Regions from separate parts of the Sus scrofa genome. Here regions 1 and 3 are each linked to region 2. The links are chromatin contacts, called in public Hi-C maps. All regions are on one chromosome and are shown on one strand. Each heading gives the region's core, a stretch centred on a gene start, on an enhancer-like site or on the middle of the called end of the contact. The rest is flanking DNA. Distances are from core to core; before and after follow the strand shown.

Region 1 (4,387 bases), core at 590-3,089, 140 kb before region 2:
TTTAGGTTTTCTAATCCTTTATTCCCATTTACTAGAACCCACTTGTAGCTGAAGTCCTGGAATGCCATATACCCAAACACCTCAGAGTTCAGAACTTCTCAGGAATCATTCTCTCTATTAAAACAATGTTAGCCCTGACTAATTTGTAATAAAGCTCTTCCTTCATCATACATTGGTTCACTAAGAAGCTACCTTCTTGAGTTAATCCCCGCCCCCATCTACCACTGGCATCTCAGAAGCTCCACCCACTAAAGACCGACTTACCTGTGAGCCCTTGGAAGCAGCTGGGGGCACCTGGTGGTGCCCAAGACAGACAGACAGTCCCTTCTCTGTCTCCTGGTGTGCTTCATTCTAAACTCCGCTGCACGTGATTCTGAGATCTGACCTACAACTGCTGCTGATGCCTTTGGATTTCGGGTCCTGTACTTGGGAACAGGTCACCTCTCTCTTCCTCTTGTTCTGAGCCTCTCACAATGTTAAGAAAAAATGCTAGCCCTGAAGCTGGTCATTTTGCAATGAGATGACTGCCTTGCCACAGCTCAGTCCCCTCCTGCAAAGGAGTACTCTTTTTTTTTGTTTTTTGTTTTTTGTTTTTTTGTTTTTTTTTTTTTTGCTTTTTGCTTTTTGGGGCCTAGGGGTGGAGTTGGAGCTGCAGCTGCTGGCCTACACCATGGCACAGCAATGCAGGATCCAAGCTGCATCTACACCACAGCTTATAGCAACATCGGATTCTTTAACCCACTAAGTGAGGCCAGGGATTAAACCTTCATCTTCACGGATACTAGTTGAGTTCTTAACCCCGCTGAGCCACAACAGGAACTCCATTTTTTCATGACAGAGGAAATCGAAAATTTCTCATTTCTGCCACCCACCAGCCAACACCTCTGAGACCTGCTCACCTACCCTTGAATCAAATACCTGAGGTTCTGGCAAACCACAGGTATCTGACTTCCCAAACCACCATAAATAAAGCCATCGTACCACAAGGACAGGCGTTTAAATAAGTCTATGTGTCCAGATGAAGTTATGCGTATTTCCCAATCCCTTTCTGTTTCATTGGTTTCCAAATAATTCTTTCCACTTGTTGACTCCATATGGAGATGCGAGGAAAGATATAAAACCCTTCTGCAATGTGGCAGAGACAGGCTGGCTCCCAAAGTCCCAGATCTCAAACCTGAGGACGGTTAAGGGAAAGCCCAGGGTTCTCTGGAACAGGACGGGGCGGGAGTTGGGGGGAGGGCAAACCGGAGGCCGGGATGGGGGGCTTTGCTCTGTTGGTCCCGGGCGGAGTTGTCGTCCGCAACTCTTTCTACCTCTCTGGGTTCTCTCAGCATTCTTATTTACAAAACAAAATGACTTCTCTAGGTCCTTTCCAGAATCATGATGTGAAGGAAAAAGTCAAATGTGGGGCTGCTGCTTTCTGCTGGTGCAGCCCGGTGGTTAGAAAGAGGAAGGGAGACCAAGAATCTCCCAGGTGGAGGCAGCAGGGAAAATTAGGCACACACCTGCGAGGGTTGGTTCCGGGAACTCTCGCGGGATTTGGGAGAGGCGGGCCTTAAGGGGAGGGGGCGTTGATTAACTCACTCTTCTCGGATTCCTCAGAAGCCAGTTCCCTGAAGGAGAAGTGAGTCATTCGCTTCCTTTCTTTGCGGGTCTACACTCCTTCCAAGATGTTTACAGAGACTTCAAGGGGTGAACCGAGTTATTAAAAGAGTAGCAATTAGGGTGGCCCATCCCAGCAATTTAAAGTTTCCTGTCTAAGGAAGCTTGGGGGGTGGAGGGAGAAAGGCGTCTTGCCTCCGGACTGGACCTCTCCACGATTTCCAGTTCTGCGTACAGAAGCAGGAGGGAAGACGGAAAGCTGGCCTAAAGTCCCAGCTCCCTGGGGGACCCAGATGTTCCAGAGGTTGGGTCCCCTCCTCCAAGAAATGTCTTCTGCTTGCTTCCCTCTTTGGGGAATCCTGGCTCAGCTGGCAAAGCCCTTGGGCATCTTGAGCCTGCCTCCCCAAATTAAGCCGTGTTGGAAGCCGCCTGATAAATCACTCTTTGCACCTTGGCCGCCCTGGGGCTTAGGGAGGGAGGCAGCCGGGTGATTTACAGCTGCTGTCTGGGAGGGCTTTTCCAAAGGGCCAGCTCAGCCCAGGCAGTCATCTCTGGCAGAAGGAGCATTTTGTTCAAGCCGATGCTCAGGGGAGGAAATAGGATGGCTTTGTTCAAAACTTGTTGGCCGTCCCTCCCTCCAGCCGGCTGGAATCTCCAACTTCATTACTTCCATCCAACTTGAGCCCAAGAGATGAGGTCCAGAAGCGTGGTTTGTCCCCACAGACCCGCAGGAACCCCACGAGGGAGCAGAGCGCTTGCCTTCGAGCGGAAGTGACGTAGTGCCCGGCAGGCCCTCGGACTTGACTTTGGTCCTGGATTCCCAGAACCCCAAGGGGCCCATCCAGGAAACCGCCCCTGTTTCTGGCCTTTTCTGCCCCCCACCCCGGACCCCGGGGGATTTCAGTGCCTTTATTGTTTTCCACAGTTGCTGTTGGAAGTCAGGTGCCCAGGGCCAGCTTGAAAACAGGCTGCTTCCAAAAAGCTTCACTTTTTACCAGCAGTGTGGTGCGGTGGAGAGATCCAGGGCCTGGTGTGGAGGCAGCTTTTTATTCCAATTCTAGTTTATTGTCCTGTGAGAGGTTCATTGACCTCCTCAAGCAGCAATTCTTCACCTCCAAAATCAGAATGAGATCTTTGAGAAATTGCTTTGCATTAAACCTAACGTAGCTGGGCAAACGAGTACATTCAAATAAAATACACGTGTGTATGTATATTTAAAAATTTGGTTGCTTGTTTTCTGCTTTGTTTTTGTCTTGCTTCCCCCCCCTCCCCCCGCTCACAGTTTTTCAACCTACATTTATATGGAACCCAAAAGGAATGCTTAAAAATACAAGAGTTATAATTTAGTACAAGCTTGCTAAAAATTACTTTCTCAAAGCCAGATTTGACTAGATACTTTTAGCTACACACAACTCAGAAGGTAAGAGTTAATGGAGATGTTATGAGGAGTGAGACTTTGCTGCAGGCCACAGAGCATGAAGAATAAGTGAGTTTTTCATGTACAGAGAGCATAGGTTTTTAATCTCTGGGGTGAGAAATCTCCAGGGAATGTTGAATGCTGAAAGGGAAACGACAGGCTATTTGAAACAGAAAAATGTGTTCGCTTTTGTTCCCCATAATGGAGCGTCTCCCTTCTGAGGAAACCGGGAACTCACGTTTTTCAGGAAGTGTGCTGCATTTATTGTGAAGTATAGATCTCCTGCCTCCCACTCTGCATTTTCTTACAGCTCCTTGTCCATGCTAATATTCTAAGTGCAAAAGCATGCAGTTTTATTAACCAGAAATATAAATTGTTCCTTTTTTCCTTCATTCGTCTTTCTTTTCTTTTTCCTTCCTTCCTCCCTCCCTCCATCCCTTCCTTCCTTCCTCCCTTCCTTTCATTCTGTCATGGTTCTGGGATCTGGTTTAAAGCATGACAAGTGTGTCTGATCTGGTGCCTATATTTAAATCTCATCCCAGAGACTTATCTGGGATAGTTATGCCTCTTGGTATTAGAAATGCTGCTTTAAAAAGGGGGAATAGGCAAAGCTAGTTATTATTATTGCATTCCTCCGTCTTCTCAGACAGTACCAGACTGAGATTCCTCCATCTGTGCATCCGTGCTCCACTCTTGCATGCATGCGTGCGCGTACACACACACACACACACACACACACACACACACACACACACACACACACACACACTATGTCTCCCGCTTTCCTCTTTCCTCTGGGCAGAGTTTTCTTACTGTAGTTTCTCTCTACATCCCCTGGGGATTTTGTCTGATCAGTAGATCTAGGGTAAGGACAGAGATTCTTAAGTTTCTGAAAAGCTTCCAGCCGATGCCAGTGTGTGTGGTCAGTGGACCACGCTTGGAGGTTCAAGGGTGTAGGGAAAGAGCAGTGGATTGGAATTCAAGAGACTTGAGATGAAACTCCTTGAATCTTCAGAAACATTTATTAGAGCCATAATAAAATCAGGTCAACTGATTTTTATTTTTTGAATAAGGATTATTTAAGGGGTAGAGTTTTAGACTCAGTTTGGAGCATGTAAAACCAAGAGAGGAGGTGAAATATCAGAGGAGAAACAGGGTGAGGAGTAGCAAGAAAGGCTAGAATTCTCAGATTTACCTGCAGGAGTCTGAACTCATCCAAGTCATGAAACTGGGTGTTGGAGCCAGGCTGACCTGAACCCTGGAGCAGTAAGGACATCTGGGCTGTATGTTCACAGAGCTCAGCAAAGAGATCAAGGCCCCACCTCTGACCAGGCCCAAGGCAGAGTGCTGAAAACTCGAAGCTAAGAC
Region 2 (4,225 bases), core at 307-2,806:
CGGTAGGACCAGGATTCTCTCGCAGAGCTCCCCAAATCGGGTTCATTTCTCCCACTTGCGGCATGCTGTGCCGGGAGGAGTCTGATCCCCTCACCCCCCAGGAAGCCGGTCCCCTCTCTGCCTCTCTACAGCCTTCACCTGCAATCCCAGTTCCCCACGAGAAGAGCGAGCCCCGCCATCAGAAGGAGCACGGCCAGATAACGTTGCCGACCACATTCTCAGTGTGACGCCGACATTTTCTCCTCCTCCTCGTGGTGACCAAACTCCGCGTACATCCTAGACCCCCATTCACCTGTCATCGCCACGCGTTTGCTCCTCCGCTTCCCTGGACCTTGGCGTCCCTCCTCCCCAGCTCCCAGATGACACCTCTGGAGACCCAATGACCTTTCCTTTCTTCAGAACTTCTCCCAAACACGCTTTTCCTCCACCAACAGCTCCCTGGGCTCAACAACCAGGTTTAATCACCACATCCTTTGAATTTTAACAGCATTTGTCTCTCCCTCTTTTATACACTTACTACGTGTTGCTTCCATCTGAGGCCTCGATTGAACTGACACCTTACCAGCATTTTAGACGACAAGCTCCTTAAAAGCTGAGGTTATTTTTTATATCTTTCTGTTGGCCACTTCTGCGGACTCTTCCACACCTGTCTCTGAAACTCCTAAAGGTTTATCATATCATTACTTTTCCAGATTATGATATGTTCTGATAGGCTCCTAAAAGGATGAATAACCTTTTTTTATTCTATGAATCTTTTTTTTTAACCTTTATTGAGGTATATTTGACAGACAAAATTATATTCGAGGTTTACAATGTGATGCTGTGATTCCCATCAAGCTGATCACCACCCCATCTGCTCTCATAGGCATCTCTTTTAATTTTATTATAAGGACAACATAGAGTATACTCCCTTAGGGAATTTCAGTTGTACAACTAAGTCACTGTGTTTTACATGAGATCTTCAGACCTTACCCATCTTGTATGCGAAAGTTGGGACCTTTTTGCCAGCCCCTCCTATTATTTCCACACCCCCCACCAGCCCCCGGAAACCACCATTTTATTCTATGAGTTCGACTTTTTAACAAAAAAATCAGATTGCACATATAAGTGAGATCATATAGTATTTGTTTTTCTCTGTCTGGCTTATTTCACTTAACCTAATGCCCACTTTGTCACAAATGGTAAGGTTTTCTTCTATTTTCAGGATGAATACTAAAATGGTATAAAGTAGCATATATGTATGTATATATATATATCTTTTTTAATGGAGAAAGACTGATATCTATTTCAGATAATATTTTGATATCATTATAAAACAGAGATTGGTTGAGATTTGTTTAGATGAAAATTTCGATATTATTCCTCCACAGTCAAGACGAGGGTTTCTCAACCTTAACCATACTGACGTTTGTGGTCTGTGTTATTTGTCACCGAGGCAACCCTGTACATTGCATGAGGCTTAACAGCATCCCCGGCCTCTACTCACTAGATGCCAGCACTGAGTTGTGATAAGCAGAAATGTCCCTGGCACTGTCAGTTGTTCTCAAGGAGGCACAGTCAGTCCCGTTGAGAACACCGGAGTAAAATAAAATTCTGTGGATGCCAGAGTTGATGCTACATGCTTTCACATACACAGTTTAAATAAATTTGTTTATTAATTCTAACAGTTTTTGGTGGAGTCTTTGAGGTTTTTTTAGGTGTAATATGACATTATCAGTAAATAGAGATAAGTTATTTGTTCCTTTTCAATGTGGATGCCTTACATCTTTTTCTATCCCAATTGCTCTGACTAGGGCTTCCAGGACTCTGTTGAATAAAAGTGTCACAGGCGGGCATCCTTGCCTTATTCCTGATCTTAGAGGAAAAGCTTTTAGCTTTTCACCAGGGAGTAAGATGAGGTGTGGGCTTGTGATGGATGACTCTTACTAATCCCTTTTCTCAATAAATACTTGCTGAGACACACAGGACTGGAAGTTCTAGTAACAAAGAATGATAATATAATGGATGTGCAAAGTACAGAGGCAGCACGGAGGCTGGAGGACAAATTATACTCAAGAAGGAGGACCTTCCAAGGGAATTTCCCCGGAATGAATGGCATCTGAGCAGAGTTCTGAGCGCAGGATGTGCGGGAACAAGAAATGAGAAGAGGACATCCCACCAAGAGCAACTCAACTCACTCCCCCCCAAAATTATTTTCTATTTACTATGTGACTTAGCACAGAACTCTTTGCTGGATTTAAAATAGTTAACGAGACCACGCTGGTCACCAAGGTGTGAAACACACTGCAATGACAGGCAGGGTGAAAGACTGAACATCTTTTTAAACACCTTGTGCGTCATTTCTCACATATAAAATATGAATCATAATCATGATGATAAAAATACCTAATTCACAGCATTACGAGTAAGGTCAAGAAGATAAAAGGCAGGAAAGAGATCATAGACTTCAAAATTATCTCTAACTACCAGTTCTTCTCAGCCCACAGAGAATGGCTCTCATTGACACAGGACGCTTAATTTCCTTTAATTGCATATATCTCACACATGATACTCTTAAAAACCAAAGAAATCATTATGTAAGACGTGTGGTGGGTTCTGTGAGGAATCAGCAGGAAAATGAAATTATGAACCTGGTGTAAGAAGCTGAAAGATGAACGACCTGATAGGTTCTGGGGCTGTCTTTAGCCAAGGTGGGAATCGCATTTGGGTAGTAATTAATTACAGGTGCCCCAACATTTTCATTTGTTATGATTCACTTGGCTTGGGTGATCCATCTTAGATGTCAGCTCCAGGAGATAGGTGGAATTTTCAGTCTGCAATGGGAATTATTTCGGTATTAATCAACCCTTAGTGGTTCTCAGGTGACGGTTTTCCCGGGTACCAAGTCTTGAAGCTTGGTTAGCAATCCGGAACTTTTACGGAACCTCCACAGTTGCAAAAGGAAAATCATGAATTATTTCATAAAAGTTGAACCTGGTGCTAAGACTAAAGTATCCCTTCCTTGGTTTTGAAACAAACAAACAAAGGAAAAGTTGACGTAATCATGTGAAATAACCTCTGGCTGCCTCTGCTCCTTGGCTCACATCCTTCCAGAAAGAGACACTGGCTTCCTTACTTTCCCCCCATAGGTGAGGCATCCCCTCCCTTGGACAGTCTGCACTTGCTGTTCCTTTTGCCTGGAATGCCCTTCCTACTTGTACCCTTTATGTACCTGAGATCCCTTCTTGCCAAGATATTAGCATAGAAGGCCCGGCCCCCTTTGAGGCCTTCCTGTCCCTCCACTACCTTCCTTCTGTCTCCGTAGCACTTTCCCCCTATCTGACGAACCATATTATTTCACTCGCTGTTGTTCATGGCCCCTCTCCTCCCATCAGTACACACGTGTGGGGAGGCAGGGCTTCTGTCTACCTGTTTCCTGCTGCATCCCTGGAAATACAGAGTGCACGCCACATGGAAGCCACAGGCCACAGAATGTTCCAGGAAATGAATGAATCCTCACATATAAAGGTTTTTCCATGCTATCAAAATATTTCTTTTTTAATTTTTTTTTTTTTTTGTCTTTTTAGGGCTGCACCCACGCCACATGGAGGTTCCCAGGCTAGGGGTCAAAATGCGGCTGTAGCTGCTGGCCTACATTGCAGCCACAGCACTGAGATTTGAGCCACATCTGCGACCTACACCATAGCTCATGGCAATGCTGGATCCTTAACCCACTGAGCGAGGCCAGGGATCAAACCTGCATCCTCATGGATGCTAGTCAGATTGGTTTCTGCTAAGCCATGATGAGAACTCCCCTTTTAAAAAAAAAAATTATCTGGGTATAATTGATTTACAATGTTGTGCCAATTTCTGCTGTACAGCAAAGGGACCCAGCCATACATACACGTACTTTCCTTTCCTTATATTATCTTTCATCATGGTCTCGCCCAAGAGACTGGACACAGTTTCCTGTGCTACACAGTAGGGCATCATTGCTGCTTATCCATTCTCAGTGGAATAGTTTTCATCTCCCAACCCCAAACTCCCTGTCCATCCCACTTCCTCCCCATTATTAAAATATTTCAATGTTGTAAAAATTAAAAATCTCCATGATACTTCTGATATTCAGCATACCCATAACCTGCTAAGAACACAAATACTTAAATTTCCAAGAAGTTATTATTTAAAATTTGGAAGCTTCATTGTTTACTTTAAGATTTAGGTTTGCCTTTAAAATGCAAAATAT
Region 3 (4,333 bases), core at 1,322-3,821, 200 kb before region 2:
TAGGCCAGTTTCATTAAGAAAGTCACAGCAAAGCAGTCACTTCTAGAAAATTTTGACATCAACAGAGGTAGGGGTGGGTGTGTTATTGCTGCCTTATTGTTATATGGATAAGAGATGCAAATAAGAAGAAATTGTTCTATTTTCCAGGTAGGAAAACACATGCAAATTCTATAAAAAGGCAAAAAGAGCTTGGTGCACCTAAAAATTAATGATCCTGAGAGCCAGACTGTCTAGATTCTGTTTTTGGCTCTGTCCTTATTTGCCCTGTCAAAATCTCTTCTTGGAGTTCCTGCTGTGACACAATGGGTTAAGAATTTGACTACAGCGGTTTGGGTAGCTGCTGAGCGTCAGGTTCAGTTGGCCTGGCACGTGGGTTAAAGGATCCAGCCTTGCCACAGTTGAAGCTCAGATTCAATCCCTGGCCTGGGAACTCCCATAGGTTGCAAAATCTCTTCTTATTTGGACTTTGTTTTCAAAATATCCAAAATACAAGAACATGTTTATATGATTACTCAGATTTCCTCTGGCTCTAAATGTCTATATCTAGATCGTACTTTTAATAATACAGATTCTAGAAAACTATGCCGGTTTGATTATTATGTGACAATATTGTTTTCCACATGTAGCTTTTGGAAATTAGTCCTGTTAAATTGGCAGTCCACCCTCATATTGCCAAAACACTCTTGCTTTTCTGAACAAAACTTAAATTTTACTGAGAAAGATTTTTGAATATCTTTTGCTCTTAAGAGTTTGTTCTTGACCAACAACCCTCTTCCTCAACATACAGGAAACAATGAAAGATTCAAAGTTTCCTTAAAGCCCTTTGGTTTCTCTGTAGCTTCTCTGGATCTGTCAAAATCCCCAAAGAGACTTGTTCTACCTGACCTCACCTTGTAGGAGGGCCTCCCGAAGTCAAGGTTAGCTTGTTCTGCCTCCAGAGAAAGGGCTAGAGATTCCTATTATAAGAATAAGACTTAATATTGGAAGGTTGGTTCTTCTTAAATACACAAGTGTGCATGGTTGAAAATGGGAAATAAAGATTTCATCTAAGAAAGCCGAATGTCTCCTAGTTCTGCCAATAAACTAAATATATAAGAATGGCTCATACTGATATATCTCGATATATCGTTTTACAGTTTATAATACACTTTCATGCCTATGAATTAGTATGAACCTCACAAATATTCCTGCAAATAGTCATCGTGTTTCCTAGAGGAGGCAATGAAGGTGCATATGGTTTAAGTGACAAGACAGCTAGAGAGGAAGGAGGGCCACCAGAGCCTGAGTTCCCTCTCCAACCAGTGCAAGAGTGAGGGCTACATCTCATGGCTCTGGGACTCAGTGTCCCCACAGGCAAACCAGCAACCGTAACCCCAGTCTACCTCATTCATGGGTCTGTGTGTGTTCTGAGAAAACACAAATGCCATTCATTTCTTACTGACGACAATCCAAGTCTATTTCCATAGTGCAGAAACATGGTCAAATATCAAAGACCTGAATTTAGCAACTCCCAAAATCAAAACAAACCAAATCCCACACAAACTCTGCCTTCTCCTTGGAACAAGGTCGCAGTATGAAGCCCAGAGGTGACCTGGGATTCCATCCAGTGGGACCCACGAGGGGAGAAACAAACCTTACCTTTGCAGTTTTGCTGTGGTTTGAGACTCCATTTGCAAAGAGAAATTACTTATGAAGGAGGAGAAACATTTTTCTGGTGGATGCAAAAACTGGAGACAAAACAGGGAAAAAAAATCATAGATTTGAAAAGCTTACAAAAATAACAAATGAATAATTTACAGCTTTTCCATCATTTATTGAAAAACATTGGAACATGTTCTTACTCAATGCAGCTCTTGGGTTTTCTTCCTGCAGCTATTACTCACTTAGTCATCTTCATTTATTTTATTTTCTTTTTCTTTTTTTTGTAAAGACATTTATTTGGTGACTGTTGCTCCTGGCTTTTCACAAGACACCATCTGAGCACCACCTGGATGTCCTTGCCACCCAAGCTTTCACCCCTCGGTGATGGTGTCTATTTGCCTCTGCATCGCTCCCAGCTGCTCCCTAGTCATCACAAACACTGTCTCTGAGAAGCGCCTCCCTCCCCCCACTGCTGTCTCTAACCCCCCAAGGGAAGCATGGGAGAATCCCAAGCCACAGAGGATCATTCATTCACCTTTAATATTACCCTTTGAAAATTCCCAGGTCTTATTCCTCTGATCCAGAGCGCCCTGCCCCTTGCATCCATTGGTCCTTGTCATTTCCATTAGGGTTGCTAGGTTTAGCAAATAAAAATACACGATACCCAGTTCAAGTGGAATCTCGGACACATTGTTTTAAAAAGTATCACTATAAGTATGTCCCGTCCATACTTAGAATATTATGCTTGAGGGAGAAGCAGAGCCGGAATCACTCTTTCCATTCTACAGAGAAGAAAACTGAGAGCCACAAGGGTAAACAAAATTGTCCAAGATTCCACAGCCCGGAAGTGATACGGCTGGAAGTCGAACCAGGTTGGCTGACCTCAAAGCCCTGGCTTTCTCCATGGCAGCAGACTGCCTCTGTTAAAGGTAACAGCGTGTCTATGGTACTTGACAGCTTGCAAAACACTTTCAGATGCATGATCTTAATGAACCGTTGTGGGAACTCTTTTAAGATAGGTGCTACTTTTCATTGTTCTAAGACACTTTTCCCCCCTTTCTAACACTTTAACACCTCTGATTGCAGGATGTATTTCATTGTCAATAGTGTGTCAGTCTAATTGGAGCATTTTTTTCCCCTTCTTGGAAGGGCTTAAATAATGGCATCTTGGATTCAATTAAACACAACATTATTATGTATTTCCTCAGAGAAGTCTGGCCTCTAGCCGGAGGTGGCAGACACGGCAATTAAACCTGCCTTCCTGACCTTCTACCACCCTCGTGTTGAAAAGAAATCACACAGGCTTTCTCCCCATGACACACAATGGAGCCAGGGTGGGTTCAGTGAACTTTGCCAGATATCAGACTTATAGCGGGAGGGTGGAGGCGGCGTGTGCTGGGTCTTTGGTAAATTTCCCCGTGAGCTTAGCGCTTCAAGAGTAGGCAGGTGAGATGAAGACAGATCTGGCAAGGGACGGCTTCCTCATTTTTGTTTAAATCGTCCTGGGGATCTACACAGAGAAGAACACAGCTCCCTGCAATGTCATACAAGTGAAAGATTCGAAGAAACGGGAGACAGAAGCTGGCCTCGGTAAAGTCATCGGGCGCCGGGCTGTGCCAGCTGGAGAGCACTGCTGACGAGGCGCACAGGCTGCCTGCGCCAAGCCTGGGTCCCGGCCCAAGAACCTAATGACTCAGGCAGCATCGCCACCACCGCTTCCCTGCGGAGCCTCAGTCTACAGTCTAGACGGAGCTGGAGGCGCTCATTCTTGACATGGGGCCCACATTTCCCAGCGTGTATTCACAGAATCTCCTTCCAAGTGTTGTATTCTTGGGCTCAGAACAGCGAAAATCAGGAGGGAACCTTCATTAGAAAAGAGAAACACATTGTACGGGAAAGAGGAGGAGGAGGAGAAAAATGATGCATCGATGGCAGGCAGACAGGCCTGAGGTTGAGCTGATCTACACTGTTAGAGTTTAAAGGACAGCGAGCATCTGCCTGAAAGATGATCTTTTCCAAAGAGATGATTTGAAGGCTATGGAATTGAAGGTTCTGCCTTTAAAGAAAAAGAGCTTGTAACTGGAGGTTCATATGGATCGAATGTACAGCACGATGAGTGTGGTTAACAATACTATTTGGCATCCTCCAAAGTTGCAAAGGGAGGGAAATTTCAAATTTCTCACCACACACACACACACACACACACACACACACACACACACAAGGGGTAACTTTGTGAGTGATGGATATGCTAATTTTATTGTGGCAATCTTTTTGCACTATATACGCATATCAAATCATCTCACTGTACGCCTTAAACTTTTTCACTGTTACATTTCCTGCCCCCTCATGCTTTTTTTCTTTTCCTTTTTTTTTTTTAAGGGCCCTACCTGAGGCCCATAGAAGTTCCCGGGCTAGGGGTTGAATCAGAATGGCAGGTGTTGGCCAATGCCACAACCACAGCAATGTGGGTTCTGAGCTGCATCTGTGACTTACGCTGCAGCTTTCGGCAAGTCTGGATCCTTAACCCACTGAGTGAGGCCAGGGATGGAACCTGTATCCTCCTGGAAACTATAGGGTTCTTAACCATTGGAGCCACAGCAGGAACTCCCAACATTATATTTCAGTTATAGCTCAATGAAGCTGGAGGGTATAAATGTGAAAAAGAGTTTCTTCTCATCAGAAGCCTAGC

Evidence for each region. A called contact is a pair of places that touch in the nucleus more often than the background predicts.
Region 1: a contact with region 2 is called in a Hi-C map of fetal heart ventricle, with 3 times the contacts expected there. The contact joins two enhancer-like sites. A contact is called at or near these places in 7 of 47 Hi-C or Micro-C datasets (embryonic fibroblasts, fetal heart ventricle, heart right ventricle and 4 more) and 1 of 2 datasets of contacts at active chromatin or transcription factors (skeletal muscle).
Region 3: a contact with region 2 is called in a Hi-C map of subcutaneous adipose tissue, with 1.8 times the contacts expected there. The contact joins two enhancer-like sites. A contact is called at or near these places in 2 of 47 Hi-C or Micro-C datasets (heart right ventricle and subcutaneous adipose tissue).

What each region holds. Positions count from the first base shown.
Region 1 is chr3:124,092,308-124,096,694 of Sscrofa11.1, reverse strand. No RefSeq gene overlaps it. Among named protein-coding and RNA genes, the nearest start is that of TRIB2, 100 kb to the left of the region's middle. Within about 2 kb of position 1,839, at least 19 of the 83 cell types and tissues checked have an H3K27ac peak or open chromatin away from gene starts, as enhancers often do.
Region 2 is chr3:123,949,077-123,953,301 of Sscrofa11.1, reverse strand. No RefSeq gene overlaps it. Among named protein-coding and RNA genes, the nearest start is that of TRIB2, 250 kb to the left of the region's middle. Within about 2 kb of position 1,556, at least 2 of the 83 cell types and tissues checked have an H3K27ac peak or open chromatin away from gene starts, as enhancers often do.
Region 3 is chr3:124,150,694-124,155,026 of Sscrofa11.1, reverse strand. No RefSeq gene overlaps it. Among named protein-coding and RNA genes, the nearest start is that of TRIB2, 43 kb to the left of the region's middle. Within about 2 kb of position 2,571, at least 12 of the 83 cell types and tissues checked have an H3K27ac peak or open chromatin away from gene starts, as enhancers often do.